3 separate regions of the Mus musculus genome follow, and all the other regions are linked to region 2. The links are chromatin contacts, called in public promoter capture Hi-C maps. All regions are on one chromosome and are shown on one strand. The core of a region is the stretch at or near the end of the contact, and the rest is flanking DNA. Distances in the headings are between cores, read along the strand shown.

Region 1 (4,618 bases), core at 1,018-3,517, 1.4 Mb after region 2:
CATCCAAGAAATATCCAAAGATTCCTGGTATCCGTATCTTTCAAATTATTTATGTCCCCAGTATTCTGTCTTACTCTACAAATTTCCTAGGAAAGCCTTAAAAGAGGGAACCAAACATTAACATAACATAAAGCAAACCTCAGCCTAATTCTTGGCCAATTGGTTCGGGTAGAATCTTTTGATGATGCAAGCTTTACTGACTGACATCTAAAGAATTCCTCTTACTCCCTGAGGTGAGCAAGGCAAGCCTTACACCCGTGACCCCTGACCTCAGCCTCCAGCAGGCTGTAATTTACAGGTGTCCATGACCATCCCAGCTCTTCATTTCTCCCAACTATTTATTAATTTCTAACTTAGAAATTTTAAGGCTAGCCGGTGCTGCAAGCCTTTAATCCCTGCACTTGGGAGGCAGAGGCAGGAGGATTTCTGAGTTTGAGGCCAGCCTGGTCTACAGAGTGAGTTCCAGGACAGCCAGGGCTACACAGAGAAACCCTGTCTCGAAAAACCAAAAGAAAGAAAATTTAAGGCTAATCTCAGTACAATCTTGTGGCGCCGTTTATGTTTTGCTTGTAATTGATGACCCTCAGATGGGTAAGGGGGACAAAATGCTTGAAGGTACAGAATTTACACTTTTTAATATCAAAGACAGGAAAGCACTTGTCAATATGGAACATTCTAAAGTCACTGGGACTGCCATTCTAGTCACTTTGTACCTTTAGAAGGCAAAGAGGGAGAGCCACAATGGTTAAGCAAATAGCATACAGAAGACAAGGCCAAAAAAAAAAAAAAAAAAAACCACGCGCATCAGCGAAAGCCCTTACAAAGCCAGGTGGGGAGGGGCATAAACCCTAATTATATATGGAAAATGAGTGGGGAGAACCACCAAGCAATTTAGAATGTTGAGTAAACAGAATTCATAAGAAACTGGAAAACAACTTAAGAAGGCAGAATTAAAGGCTAGGCAGCGGCTGCGGGCAGGGACCAGGGTTAGGGATCGGTCTCTCCTCTAGCTACACAGTATAGGTTTTCCGTAGGACAGTAGAATTTCCTGATCCACTCCACGATTCCTTATCTTCTGCACTGAGTGACGTTTATTTTACTTTATTGTTTTTTGAAGACAGACCCCCCCCCCCCCAACCGCCGCCTCACAAAGGCATCCAGTCCCTTGCGGCAGCGTCTCACACACACTCAACACAGACAGGAAGTCCTCCCTTCCACGGTGTCTGGTAACTACTGAGGCTGACTTCACACTTCAGACCGCAAAGGAATTGTCAAGCTTTCTCCGACTCGGGGAACACAACGCGCTTCGTCCCAGAGAGGCGCGCCATCAACCCAGACTGGAAGGCACTATTTTGTGCACGCCTGCGTCCGCGCCATCCTCCCCACCCCCGCGCTGCTAGTTAGGTCAGGACCTCGCGTTCATCCTCCATCTACCCTAGCAAGCGATCGCCTCCCTGGCGGTCCCGCGGGCTCCCAAGGGCTCGCCGATTCCGCACATTTGTGTCCCCCCCCCCAACCCCCAGCCTATCGCCGAGACCTGCAGCACAAACTTCCGGCAATTTCCGCAGGAGCAAGGAAAACTGCAGCTGCACCGAGTGGGCAGCGGCTGAAGCACAGCTTCACCACTAGGGCCCCGGCGCTGACCCCGAGGTGGAACGACGCGAGCTGGGGCACCGAGGGATGAGGGGAACTCGGGACGGATGGGCCCTGCCTACCTTCGGGTAGGTGTGCAAGGGGTAGGTCAGCTGACAGGCCCGGTGACAGGACGCTGTGTCTCCCAGGACCGAGTCAAAGGCTTCGGCCGCTGCAGTCCCCGAGCCTCCGGCCAGCGCCATAGTCAACAGCAGCAGCGGCGGGAGCCCCAGTTGGGCCTGGACCCAAAGCTTCCCCTTTGGCGCCGCCATCTTGTTCCCCTCTGTCACAGCAGCTCGAATTGTTGCTGTTTTCTTTTCAGGCTTTCTCCTTCTTCCGGGCCAGCCCCTTTCCCCGCCCCTCCGGCCCGCGCTTCCGCCTCCGAGAGCTCCTCGGCCCCGCCCCGGTCCGCCCAATCGGCTGCCTCCTGGCCGGTCTCTGGGACGGAAAACCTCTCGTGGGCGGGCTTGGGGACCCGGCCGACCATCTCAGCCTTGGGCTCAGAGCCGCGCCTGCCCCTTTCTCCGTGCCAGGCCGACTGGGGCCAGTAGTTCTCGGCGGCTTGGAGCGAGCTGAGGGGTGTTGCTTCCCTCAACCACAGCTTCCGCACGCCTCGCAGTGCGTTCTGGGAAGTGTAGTTCCTGCGGGTCACCAGCGAGGAACTGGGCCCCGGAAGAAGTGTACAAATAGTTACAACGCGCGGCCCGGGTGGAGGTCCCGAGGAGTCAAGAGACCAAACAGCGTAGGCAGGCTGATTTTCCCGGTGGGTCTCACGTCGAGCTCTGATTGGATAAGCCCTTTCCAGGCCTCCTAGTGCTGGGGCCAAGGCCTTGCTCGTGGAAGGGTTGGGATTCTCTGACACACAACACTGGTTTCTGAAGCAGCTTCTGTATTGCGCCGGGGTCTGGAGATGGTTGTTGTGGGCCTTAGAGTAATTCTTAGGATTGGGGCTGCCGCGGAGTGGGTGTAAAGAGGGGTTCACTGAGCCCAGTGGAACCCTAACTTCATCACAACTCAACCTGAACTGGAAAAGGATTTCAGAAGTCACCCCATTACCCCGGGTAGTGGAATCCAACTCCCTCCCTAGCATGCCCCTCTGGATCTTAGGAACTTAACCCAGGAAGTAAACTTAATTATAGTTTCAGAAGAGATTTCCTCTTTCGAGAAGAAGTCTTATTTCCTGTAAATACCATCCAAAAGCCTTCATAATTCAGACGTGTTTAGAAAATCCAGTCGTGTCACTTCTGGGAATACACATCTCAACCTTAATAAAGTTTCACCCTGTTTCTTGAATAGAATACTCCTCAAGCACCTGAAGGTAGGCGGAGCCCCCAGCAATGGATAAATTCGTCATTCGAACGCCTAGGATCCAGAATAGCCCGAAGAAGAAACTCGGAGAAAAGGTTTACAAGCAAGCCACGATTGAGTCGTTGAAGGTGAGAAGGAATGTGGGGTCAGAGAAAATGTGCACAGGACTGTCATAAAGAGATAGGGCCAACAGGTTCCATTGTAGGGAATCATGACTTTTTGTTAAGCACCCTTCAGGGACCATTTTTCTTTCTTACATACCCTGTACAGACTTTTATCAGTTCCTGTACCTCTGCTACCCTGAATTAATCCAATTCTGGCTTTAGGGTATGGTTGCTAGCTGACAGGATCACTACCCCCCTTTGTTAAGTTTTTTCTTTTTAAGATGAATTTTTATTTATTTATTTTGGTTTTCAAGACAGGGTTTCACTGTGTAGCCCTGACTGTCCTGGAACTCACCTGTAGACCAAGCTGACCTAGAACTCAGAAATCCCCCTGCCTCAACCTCTCAAGAGCTGGAATTAAAGGCTTGTGCTACTATTCCTGGCCAAGATTTATTCTTATGTGTGTCTGTGTCTGTGTGTGGATATGGTCACTAGTGGCTTTGGCTCTCTTTGGAGCTGTAGTGATAGTGATTGTGCACTACCTAAAGTAGAAATTTGAGGTCCTGGAAACTGAACTAAAGTCCTCTGCAAGAGCAGTATGTGGCAGGAATTCTAGTAGAATCATTGGATCTAGGGAAAACATTAGGATGAAATAGCTGTTGTTCACTCTGTCTAGGGTAAACATCAGAATGAGTGGCTGTGTTCTAGAAGTACTTGGACCTTTAAGAAATCAAGCTGACAGCGATTGTTTTCTGTTAGCTATAGACTTGTTTTTCTGAAGGAGCTGTACAGCCTTTGGTCACAAGACAATTCTGGGACACTTAGAACATCCTGCATTATTGAGCATTGCAAACAGTACACTATAAAGGCTAAACTTGCAGGGGTGTGATGTTTTCCTTCACAAAACATCTCTCCAGCCCTGTTGTTTTTGCTTTTGCATGGCTTTTTGTGGTTCGGTCCACAGAGGCTGGACCTCCTCCTGCCAGCAAGGCCTTAATATGTCCTGCAGTGTCTCTCTTTCTCCAAATGACCTGTGAGACTCAGAACACCGACAGCAACACCTGCTCTCAACCACCCCTGAGCCATCATCTCTCCATCCGAAAAGTTTTTCTCAGGTATATTAATTTTTTAAGTAGGATTCTATATACCAGTGGGTAAAATGACCCTTTCACAGGGGTTACCTAAGACTATTGGGAAAAGACAGATATTTATGTATTTACAATCATACCAGTAGCAAAATTGCAGTAATGAAGTAGCAATGAAAATAACTTTATGGTTATTATTTATGGAGATCAACCCAGCATGAGGAACTGTATTAAAGGATTAGGAAGGTTGGGAGCCACTGCTCTAGACAGACCTAGTGCAGTGTGAATGGTGATGCTTTATAGTGGTCCGACACCTTATATGTAGTGTTTTGGCCAGAATTGTAGCACAGGGCTTCATGACTCATGGCTCCACAGGCCCACCCTGGACCACAGAGACTTAAATGTGCTGTTTGCTTGCGGGAACTAAGCTTGATTTTAACTAGTTAGGAAGGGGCAAGGACTATTTACAAATAATCAGTCAAGCACACC
Region 2 (4,576 bases), core at 462-2,961:
TTTTGATTATCAGCAAAAATGGTGAATGGACTGGGGAGCCAGGAGGATTGGTTTGGCAAAGAGAAGAGTTTGACTTCTAGCGATATCCATGGAAGGACACCACAAGTCTGAACCCAGTACAGGAACCATACCCAATGCAAAAACATAAAAGGAACCTTAATAAAAGTTAAGCCCAAACTCTTGACACATGTACCTCATTTAAATCTTTAAAGTAACCCCAGAACAATGTAAATTCATAGAAGATGCTCAATAATAAATATTTGCTAATGAAAGGGAGATGTTATCTTTGTACAAGTTAAGTCTGAACAGTCAGATACCAATAAGCTACCTTACCTTATGTATCATCGTATCACCTGTGAAAATAGTATTTACTTCTGGCAGCTTATTATATACAGTAATATATACAGCTTCCCAATCAGAGTGGCAGGTCCACCGGACCCATTTCCTAATCCACAAAATGGAAAAATAGTATCTCTTTTTATTCAACCAATATTATTTGAGGCCTGTGTGCTAAGCACTGTTCTAAGATAATCAGACTAAGAGAAAATACGGTATGATAAACCAATGCCCATCCTACTGTAGCCAACTATTGAAACAATGGATTCCAAGAAGTTTGACTTGTCCCCAGAACTTCATCCTGAAGCCAGAGGAACAACTTGTCTATAGGAAGGATTAGCAACAACAGTCTGGAGGAGCCTCTCAGGAGAGGGGGCTGAGATGTGTGTCTATAAGTGTTCCAGGACAAACGGGGCTACAGAGAGAAACTCTGTTTTGAACCCCCCTCCCGCACCTTCCCCAATCTAATTCTGAAAAAACAGGGTGTGGTGGTGCATGCCATTAATTCTAGGGCCTGAGGCAGAGGCAGTCTCTAAATTCGAGACCAGCCTGGTTCTGAGCAAGCTACAGGACAGCCGGCTCTACACAGAAAAATGTCTAAAAACCATTACAGTAGAAAATAATTACGATTATTCGACTTCTATGGAAAACTAAAAAGACCTCGTGACAGGAATCTCACAGCTCAAAGCTTAGAACTCCCAATTTCTCCAATTGTTAAGAGAAGGCTAGACCCAAGAAAGTAGAATACGAGCCATTAGATGTTTTCTCCAGTGATTGGAGATGAAAGCTCACTTAAGGGCAAGCCATGTGGAGAGGAGACGCCAAAGTCCCAGAAAGTGACTTAGAGAAAGTCTGTCTCTGGGCGGAATCACCAGTAAAGCGGAGAGCAACACCAGCTCCGCGGTTCCAGAGGAAAGGTTGCGAGTGCTTTTCAGAAGCAGTGCACGCGGAGAGCCAAAGCCTTAGGCTCCCCACCGAGGGCCGGCGCCACCCGCTTCTCCGAGGTCTCCTTCAGTGCAGGAAGTGTTCCTGGAGCTCCGGGGAGGCGAGAAGGTTTACAGGCTTGCGAGCGGTGCCGGCACCGACGGCCCTAGGTGCACGTGTATGCAGTCCGTGGACAACGACCCGCACTCACCTCGCCGACGCTTTGCAGTCCAGGCACTGGAGTAGCTGGGGGACGCTCGCTCGTCCAGGTCTGGCTCCTCCGGGAGACCACGGCTACAACACGTAGTCCCAGCTCTCAGCTGACTAAGAACTGAAGGCACAGGAGAAAACTTTTCGCGCCACTAACCGAAACCCCGCCCACAGTGTGATTCTGATTGGCGTTTCGGACACTCGCCACGCCCTCCCGGGGGTTCATGACGTACTTCCGCCAATTTGCTTGGGCCCTCTCTGGTGCGGGGTGTGCGTATTCCGGCGAAAGAGTTCTACGCCACAGCTTCCGGTACGAAGCTGGTGGCTTTCCGCGGTCGCAAGGGATTCCTTAATGTTTCCCTAGCCTCCGGTAGTCCTTTTTTTTTTTTCCCTTCTTTTAAATAAATACTGAATGTGACGTATTAAGCAAGCCGACGGAAATAGAATTGAAAGAGTTCTAAAATGGCGAACCGTACAGTGAAGGATGCCCACAGCATCCATGGCACCAACCCTCAGTATCTGGTGGAGAAGATCATCCGGACGCGAATCTATGAATCAAAGTACTGGAAAGAAGAGTGTTTTGGACTTACAGGTGAGCGACAGCGCGCAGCCCGCGTCTCGGCTTACGGGTGGTTTCTTCTGTCTGAGTGAGGAAGGACGGACCCTTTGGGGGTGATACTGGAAGAGTATGTCAACTATTCATATAAACTGCTCTGTGCCTGGACTTGTACTAGACGGGACACAGACAAATCTGACACGATCTTTTTCTCTTTTCTCTTTTTTCTTTTCCGTTTTCCGAGACAGGGTTTCTCTGTAATAGCCCTGGCTGTCCTGGAGAACTGCTGGCTTCGAACTGCCTCTGTCTCCCGAGTGCTGGAATTCAAGGAATACACCAGCACCGCAGGGCTCACCGGTCTTTCCTTCTTTCTTTCTTTCTTTCTTTCTTTCTTTCTTTGGGGGGGGGGGGGGGTGGGCTCCGAGACAGGGTTTCTCTGTAGCCCTGGCTGTCCTATGTCCTGGAACTCACTTTGTAGACCAGGCTGTCCTCGAACTCGAACTCAGAAATCCGCCTGCCTCTGCCTCTGCCTCCCAAGTGCTGGGATTAAAGGCGTGCGCCACCACGTCCTGCTTGACCGGTCTTTCTTTTTTTTGTTTTGTTTTTCGAGACAGGGTTTCTCTATAGCCCTTGCTGTCCTGGAACTCACTTTGTAGACCAGGCTGGCCTCGAACTCAGAAATCCACCTGCCTCTGCCTTCGAGTGCTGGGATTAAAGGTGTGCGCCACTACACCCGGCTTGACCGGTCTTTCTTGATGCTGAAGGATTTCTTTAGTTTTTTTTTTTTTTTTTTGAGCCATTCCATTTTTTTAAATTAATTAATTTATTTGTTTATTTATTTATTGATAGTCTGCTGGGTCCTAGATTGTTTATCTCAGGGACCAGATAAGGGTTCCTTTAATGCAGCTTGAAGATGTTCAAGGAACTTCACCATTCCTATAATAAAATTCTTGCTGTTCTTAAATGGGTCAGTAGTTTCATTTTTGACCTGCTTCCCCTAGTCCTTTAGGTTTCTGTTTTGTTTTGGGGTTTTTTTGTTGTTGTTTTTTTCCCCTGAGACAGGGGGCCTTGGATGGCCTGGAACTCTCTTGAACACACAGAGATTCATCTGCCTTCCCCTTCTGGTCCCTAGGATTAAAGGCATGAGCCACCTCGCTGGCTCCTAAGTTTTTTAGAGTGGCTCTCTGTCAGCTGTCGTAGCTTTGTTCAGCTTCACCTGGTGTGACTCTGGCTGTGGTTCTTGAGCATGTAAAATCACTTAAGCTCTTTTTTGTTCTCATTATCCTTAGCTGGAAGCCAGGACAATGATTATTTGTTTTTTTGTTTTGTTTTAGACAGGGTTTCTCTGTGTAGTCCTGGCCCTGGCTGTCCAGGAACTCACTCTGTAGACCAGGCTGGCCCTGAACTCACAGAGATGTGCCTGCCTCTGTCTCCCGAGTTCCGGCATTAAAGTTGTACACCACCCCAGACCAGCATCTGGTAGTAATAAGAGGACTTTTCCCTCATAATTTGTTGTATAAAGATTGAGGACTCATGAGTCCCACCCTTCCTTGATGGACTAAACAATTAATGGAGACTGGGACGAGGGGTCTGTCTCTCTCTGTAGTGCTGTAGTTCCAGGCATATGTAGCCCTGGCTGTTCTAAAACTCACTCTGCAGACTAGGCTGCCTCAGACCCAGAGATCTGCTTACCTCTGCCTCCTGAGTGCTGGGACTGAGCAATCATCACCATGCTCAGGGTTTTTTGTTTTTTTCCTTTTTAAGGCTGTTATTAATAAGCTCTTGTTCTCTTAATATTAAATTCTTATTGACTATTTAGGAACTCTAAACCTTTAGCTATTTAACCTTCCAACCAAGAAAAACTAAGGCCAAGAAAAACTAAAGCCTTTAATATGTCTAAGATGTATGTCACTTTGTTTTTGGCTGTTTCAGCTGAACTTGTAGTGGACAAAGCCATGGAGTTAAAGTTCGTTGGTGGTGTGTATGGTGGAAACATAAAGCCAACTCCTTTTTTGTGTTTAACCTTGAAAATGCTTCAGATTCAACCTGAGAAGGATATCATTGTTGAGTTCATAAAAAATGAAGATTTCAAGTGAGTATGTTAACAAGTACAACACTTCTAGTGGTTCAGAATTGGCTTTGTTAATAGGACTGTTGTGTTTCATTTCCACACGCTTTTGCCCTTGAACTTGTATTTTGTTTGCTGTGGTAACATAGACCTAACTCCCCCTTCCCCCAAACAGATTTCACAAATTAAATAAGTATACACACATAGTATTTGTACATATGCATACATACACACATACACACAGATTCTCATCAAAGCCATATGTTGGTAGCCATCAGATGTGGGAGTCATACAACATAAGATGTTAGTTGAAAGGTTAGTTCTGTATCTTATTTAGACTTTGTTACCTATTGACTGTGACCCCATAGAATTTCTTTAATTATTTAAAGCCTATCAATGTAGGGTAAACGTAATTAGCTGTTTCATATTATCTATTCTCTAGGAATGCAGAGGCAGGTGTAGGAGGCAGGTATATTAGCTGA
Region 3 (4,820 bases), core at 1,709-4,208, 1.3 Mb after region 2:
ACACATACATGCTGATGGACCTAGATGCTAATTACAAACAAAACTCTTAGTTTATTACAAATTGAAAATGTGGACACAAGCTAAAATTGAAGGTAATAATAACATTAACTATCAAATTATACCAAAGTAACTTTCTTTTTTTCCTCCTTGGAGTTTCTACCAATTAGGAACATGTTTGTTTCTGAAAATTTTAACAAATATTTTCAAGATACACTTTGGGCCAGGAAAATATAGGCTGAATAACAGACAATACTTCAACAATTACTTATAGCTCTTTGAATAGCTACACTCAGAGAATGATTATTAGCAAAACAAAATGAACATGTACTATTCGGCACTTCTTAAAATTTGAATTTATTTTTATAGCGCTAAGAACTAAACCCAGGGCTTTCAGAATGCTAGGCACATGATCTACTGTTGAGCTATAATCCCATCCAAAACTTATGTGGCTTGGCATAGTGGTACAGATCTATAATCAAAGCATGTAGGAGACTAAAAGCAAGATTATCACAAGTGGGCAGGGAGCCTGGGCTACATAGTAAACTCCAGGCCATCCTCAGCTACAGAATAAGATCCTATTGTCAAAGGAAGCGGGGAGCAGAATTAAATAAAGGTATTTGAAATAACATCATTGTTAAATATGGGCATAAGAAGTGTGCTTATCAATTCTGTAGACATGACAAAGCTGAGATGTCAGCTTATATGCTAAGTAATAGAACTGGCCCTCAAAAGAAATGCTGGAGGGGCAGGGGCGTATAATACAGTTGTATAGCCTGTGCTTAGCATGTTCATGACCCTGGGTTCAATGAAGGAGAGGGAGAGAGGCAAAAAGAAAGGGAGAGAAAGTGAACAAGATAGAACAGTTTCATTGGCACAAGGTTATATCCATCAATTTACATATTGTCTATGGCTGCCTTTGTATGGCAGAACTGAGTAGCTGTCACAGACTATAAAGCCTAAAATATTGTTTGGCCTTTTATGACCCTTGATCTAGATGTATTAAAATTTAACTTGTTTAGTCCATGACAAAAATCAACATAAGACAAGACTAAGACAAGACTGGCCCAAAGGTAAAATTTAAAAGTGTTATTTAAAAAAAAAAAAAGTATTATTTTAGATTTACTAAAAGTTAGGCTGAAGGTGTAGACAATGGGAAAGTGACACTGGGCAGGCATGGGCCCCAGGCCTGATACCCAACAGCCAATAAAAACGCAACTTAAGAAGTTAAAGAGGTAGCACATTCCATCAGTAAGGGGTCCACGGGTACTAAGGGCCCAGGCACTTATAATGCTGATACAGCAAGCTGATCACACACACACACACACACACACACACACACACACACAACTAGTGGCTGGGTGCTAACAATGTGATTCACACCTAGAGTACGGTGCTCAGTTCAGAACCTCTCAAAGACATGATTAAGGTCCATACTGTTCGGGGCAGATTAAAAAAAAAAAAAACCAACTCATAAGCATGCTCCTCCAAATGAATAAATGTAATAAACATTTTTTAAAACTTCCAGTGCCCCCTCCAGTTATGCATACATTAAAGATGTACATCCCCTGCAAAAGGTTGACAAAATTGTGGTGTTTTTATATTTTCTAGTTTTACTATCAAAATTGGTGTGAATGTCTCAAAACAGGTAAATACAGGATATATATCTCATGTGGATAAATAATGTATAAGGGAGCATAATACATTTTCAAAAAAATTACAAGTCAGGGGTGATGCCCCATATACTGTGTAGGTCAAGGCTGGAGGATTAGAAGTGAGTTTAAGGTTTTCCTGGGCTAGAATAGACCTGCTCTCAAAAAACCAAAATAAATAAAAGAGTTACCATCTAGGGAAATGTTCTCATATCTATGTATATAGTAGATGAATAAGATACAGTGTGTTCTCTTCAAATTTTCAGGTTTTTTTTTACCTTATTCTTAAATGATCTAAGGAAAAAGCAAACAAGCACTTTAATACAGTGAATATAAAGCACTTTAATAAAAAATGAATATACCTGAACTACCAATATCTGTTCTTTAAAACCAGGGGCAGAGATTTGGCTTTCATTAAGGTTTTGTTGCAGTTAATGAGAAAGAGGCAAACCAATCCCAAGAAACCCATAAAACCACCCAGCAGACATGTTTCCACACAGCTCCAAGATGGAGGTTTGAGAGGCAATGCTTGATCTAAGCGAGGATGAATACCCTCAGGGACTCTCTACCAAAGTGGTAGTAGGCTCTAGGACACCATCCATCCTTCTGGGTTTTACAGACAGGGACGGTGGATTCCCTACCCTTTCCCAGGGCCATTGATTTTCTCTTTAAATATACAGTGTAGCCCTTTCTGGTACTTCTTTCAGAAAACCTCTGGGTCACGTCCTGGGTTGATTTTCTCCTTGACCAGCACCTTTGGGTCTGTGTGCTCTTACATCTGCCTGCCCCAAATCCTTTCCTACAGCATCCACTGGTAGCTCTGGTGTAAATTTAAAACCGGTCATTCTCTTTCTCCCATAATGGCAGCCCGGACACAGTCCTCTCACCTCCAAGACTCAAATAATTTCAAATAACGTAAATGCACCCACATTGACTTTAAATATTATTCCTGTTTGAGGTTGGACCGTGCTGATAATGTGTTACGTTTGGCATATTAACTGTCATTTGTAATTGTTCTTCCTTCTGAGGGTCAAAGCATCATTTCAGGGCACTAAAAGTTCTTGGGGAGGGGGGCCTAGAGAGAGGCCAGGCCCTAATCACTCTGTTCTCTCCCAGCGACATCGCTGCTCCACCCGCGGTCACCCGCCGCGCGTCTCCTCACAACCGGTTCCTTCCCGCCCGCAACCCTCCGCCGGCCTCGCCACCGGGCTCCCACCTCTTCGGTGCCCGCCCACCGTGCTGCACGGACCCGCTCGCCTGGGCCTTGGGTAGCTCCGCGAAAGGACCGGGTCCGCTCGCGATCCCCGCCCGTCACGCCCCGCCCGGCCCTGGCCCCGCCCCGCCTCGCTTCGCTTCGCTCCCGCCCCGCCTCAGCCTCAGAGGAGTTCCCAGGCGCGCGCCCTGCGCAGCCCCGCCCCGCCCTCTCCTGGCAGGGGCTCCGCCTAGAAGCGCCACCTCACTTGCGCGTCTTTCCTCAGGACTACCTTTACATTGCATTGCCTCGGGGAGGTGGGGGGGCCTCCAAGAGATCTCGGGGGACATGCCCTCGCGCGGGCACGCACACGCACGGCCCCGCCCCGCCCCTTTCACCCTTCCTGCGACCGCCCGGCTTTCTCAGCTCGGCTGTCCCAACCCACTCCCGGCCCCGCCCCGCCACATGCCCCGCCCACTCCAGATCAGACCACGCCCCTCATGCCGGCCCCGCGCACGCGCGCCTACCCAGCCGAGTTCTTTTCCCCCCCCACCCCTCCCTGCTGGTACCTCAGTCCCGCGGCGCCAGGTCGCCCCCAGCCCCTCCCTCTTGCCACCCTCTGTGTGTGTCCCACCCTCACGGGCTTTGTGGCCTAGGTTGCCGAGCCGCTTCCCGGTCAGCCGCTCAGTGGAGGAAGGAGCCGCCAGTGAGGTGCAGCCGCTCGCTGCCCCGGGCAGGGGCACAGGTAGGTGGCGGCCGCGGGCCGGGCCGCTCGCCGAGCCTCAGGCAGCGCGTGGGTGCGGGGGCGGAGTGTGAGGGGCTGGGGGAGGGGAAAGGCCCTAGGGACGAGGTAGAGCTCGCGGTGGGAGGGGTGGGAGGATGAAGAGGTAGGGGTGCCTGAGGTGGGCTTAAGGGTGGGGTCCGCGGCGTCCCGGGTTAGACTGAGGGTGTGTGAGAATTTAGGGTTCTGGGCGGGAGAGGGAGCGGATTTAGCTTAGGTGGACTTGGGGAGAAGCTTGGGTGGGAGTGCCGGGAAAGGGGGAAAGAAAAGGGGTTGAGGAGTGCACCAAGGGAAGGAGCTAGGGTTGGAATAGGGGGAGGGGTGGGGCGGGGGGGGGCAGGGAAGAAACTAGTTGAGGCCGTGGATTGGGAAGTTGGAGATAGTGAGGCGTGAAGAAAGGGGAATCTGAAGGTTGAGGACGCAAAACCGGGAAAGAGATGGGGAGACTAGGGTGCTAAGAGGAACCTCGATGGTGAGAGGAAGACTCGTGAGGAGGGAGAGAAGGATGGGGGCTGGAGACGGGTCGCTAGAAGACAGGTGGAGGCGGGGTTGAGTCTTTTGAGGGGCACGGGAGAGTCTGGGATGTGAGGAAGATGGGTAGAAGATCTGGGAGTGAATGGGGAAGGTTAGAATTTGGGGGGTGGGGGACTGAAATTTTTTCTGTTTGAAAAGCTAAAGAGTGGGTAAAACTATCAAGATGTGGGAGAGATTAGCTTGCTCTTGGACAAAGTATGGGCCCGGATAGGACATGAGTTTCTGCAGTTTGGGGGAGAAGGCAGGTAGGGAAGTGGCAAGTTACAGGGAAAAAAGAAGTAGTGGGAAATTGAATAATGGCGGTGACACAGAACAATGAAGATGGATTGTTAGTTGGTTAGAGATACTTTGGAACTACTTTCTCTTCGGATTTCTTCCTATGTTAAGAAAAAGTCTTTAAAAACCACTACATTTTCAAATGAGCCAAAGGTGTCTGCAGTCTTGAGATGAAGGTAGTGGGTTGACAGATGTTTTCCTGGTGTGTGGATATGGCGGATTTCTGCCCTGGCAGAGTGAAGGGGGAGCGCTTCATCCTTGAGTGAGCCCTGGTTCTGTTTCCACCCACTCTTCCTCAGATGACCACTGTTTTTTACTATAGTCCCTGCCCTCTTAACTCCCAGTTTGAGCCATTGTGAGTTCCAGAGAGATCAAATGGCCGGTGATG

What was found. Promoter capture Hi-C pulls out the DNA fragments that hold promoters and counts their contacts. Capture Hi-C pulls out chosen DNA fragments and counts their contacts.
Region 1: a contact with region 2 is called in a promoter capture Hi-C map of pre-B cells, with 4 times the contacts expected there. The contact joins the promoter of Tceanc2 here to the promoter of Prpf38a in region 2. A contact is called at or near these places in 6 of 39 promoter capture datasets (the C10 cell line, hippocampal neurons, liver and 2 more), 1 of 484 Hi-C or Micro-C datasets (CD4 T cells) and 1 of 9 other capture datasets (adipose tissue).
Region 3: a contact with region 2 is called in a promoter capture Hi-C map of adipose tissue, with 2.6 times the contacts expected there. The contact joins the promoter of Hspb11 here to the promoter of Prpf38a in region 2. A contact is called at or near these places in 3 of 39 promoter capture datasets (hippocampal neurons, neutrophils and pre-B cells) and 1 of 9 other capture datasets (adipose tissue).

What each region holds. Positions count from the first base shown.
Region 1 is chr4:107,176,015-107,180,632 of GRCm38.p6, reverse strand. It overlaps Tceanc2 (transcription elongation factor A (SII) N-terminal and central domain containing 2), which reads left to right and starts at 2,267. Exons shown (of 5, transcript NM_025617.2): 1 at 2,267-2,395; 2 at 2,929-3,068. The coding sequence starts at 2,970. It overlaps Tmem59 (transmembrane protein 59), which reads right to left and starts at 2,003. Exons shown (of 8, transcript NM_029565.3): 1 at 1,716-2,003. The coding sequence starts at 1,904.
Region 2 is chr4:108,576,471-108,581,046 of GRCm38.p6, reverse strand. Prpf38a (PRP38 pre-mRNA processing factor 38 (yeast) domain containing A) reads left to right here and starts at 1,711. Exons shown (of 10, transcript NM_172697.3): 1 at 1,711-2,062; 2 at 3,959-4,118. The coding sequence starts at 1,933. It overlaps Orc1 (origin recognition complex, subunit 1), which reads right to left and starts at 1,593. Exons shown (of 17, transcript NM_011015.2): 1 at 1,472-1,593.
Region 3 is chr4:107,252,041-107,256,860 of GRCm38.p6, reverse strand. Hspb11 (heat shock protein family B (small), member 11) reads right to left here and starts at 2,958. Exons shown (of 6, transcript NM_028394.3): 1 at 2,866-2,958. It overlaps Lrrc42 (leucine rich repeat containing 42), which reads left to right and starts at 3,328. Exons shown (of 8, transcript NM_029985.2): 1 at 3,328-3,586.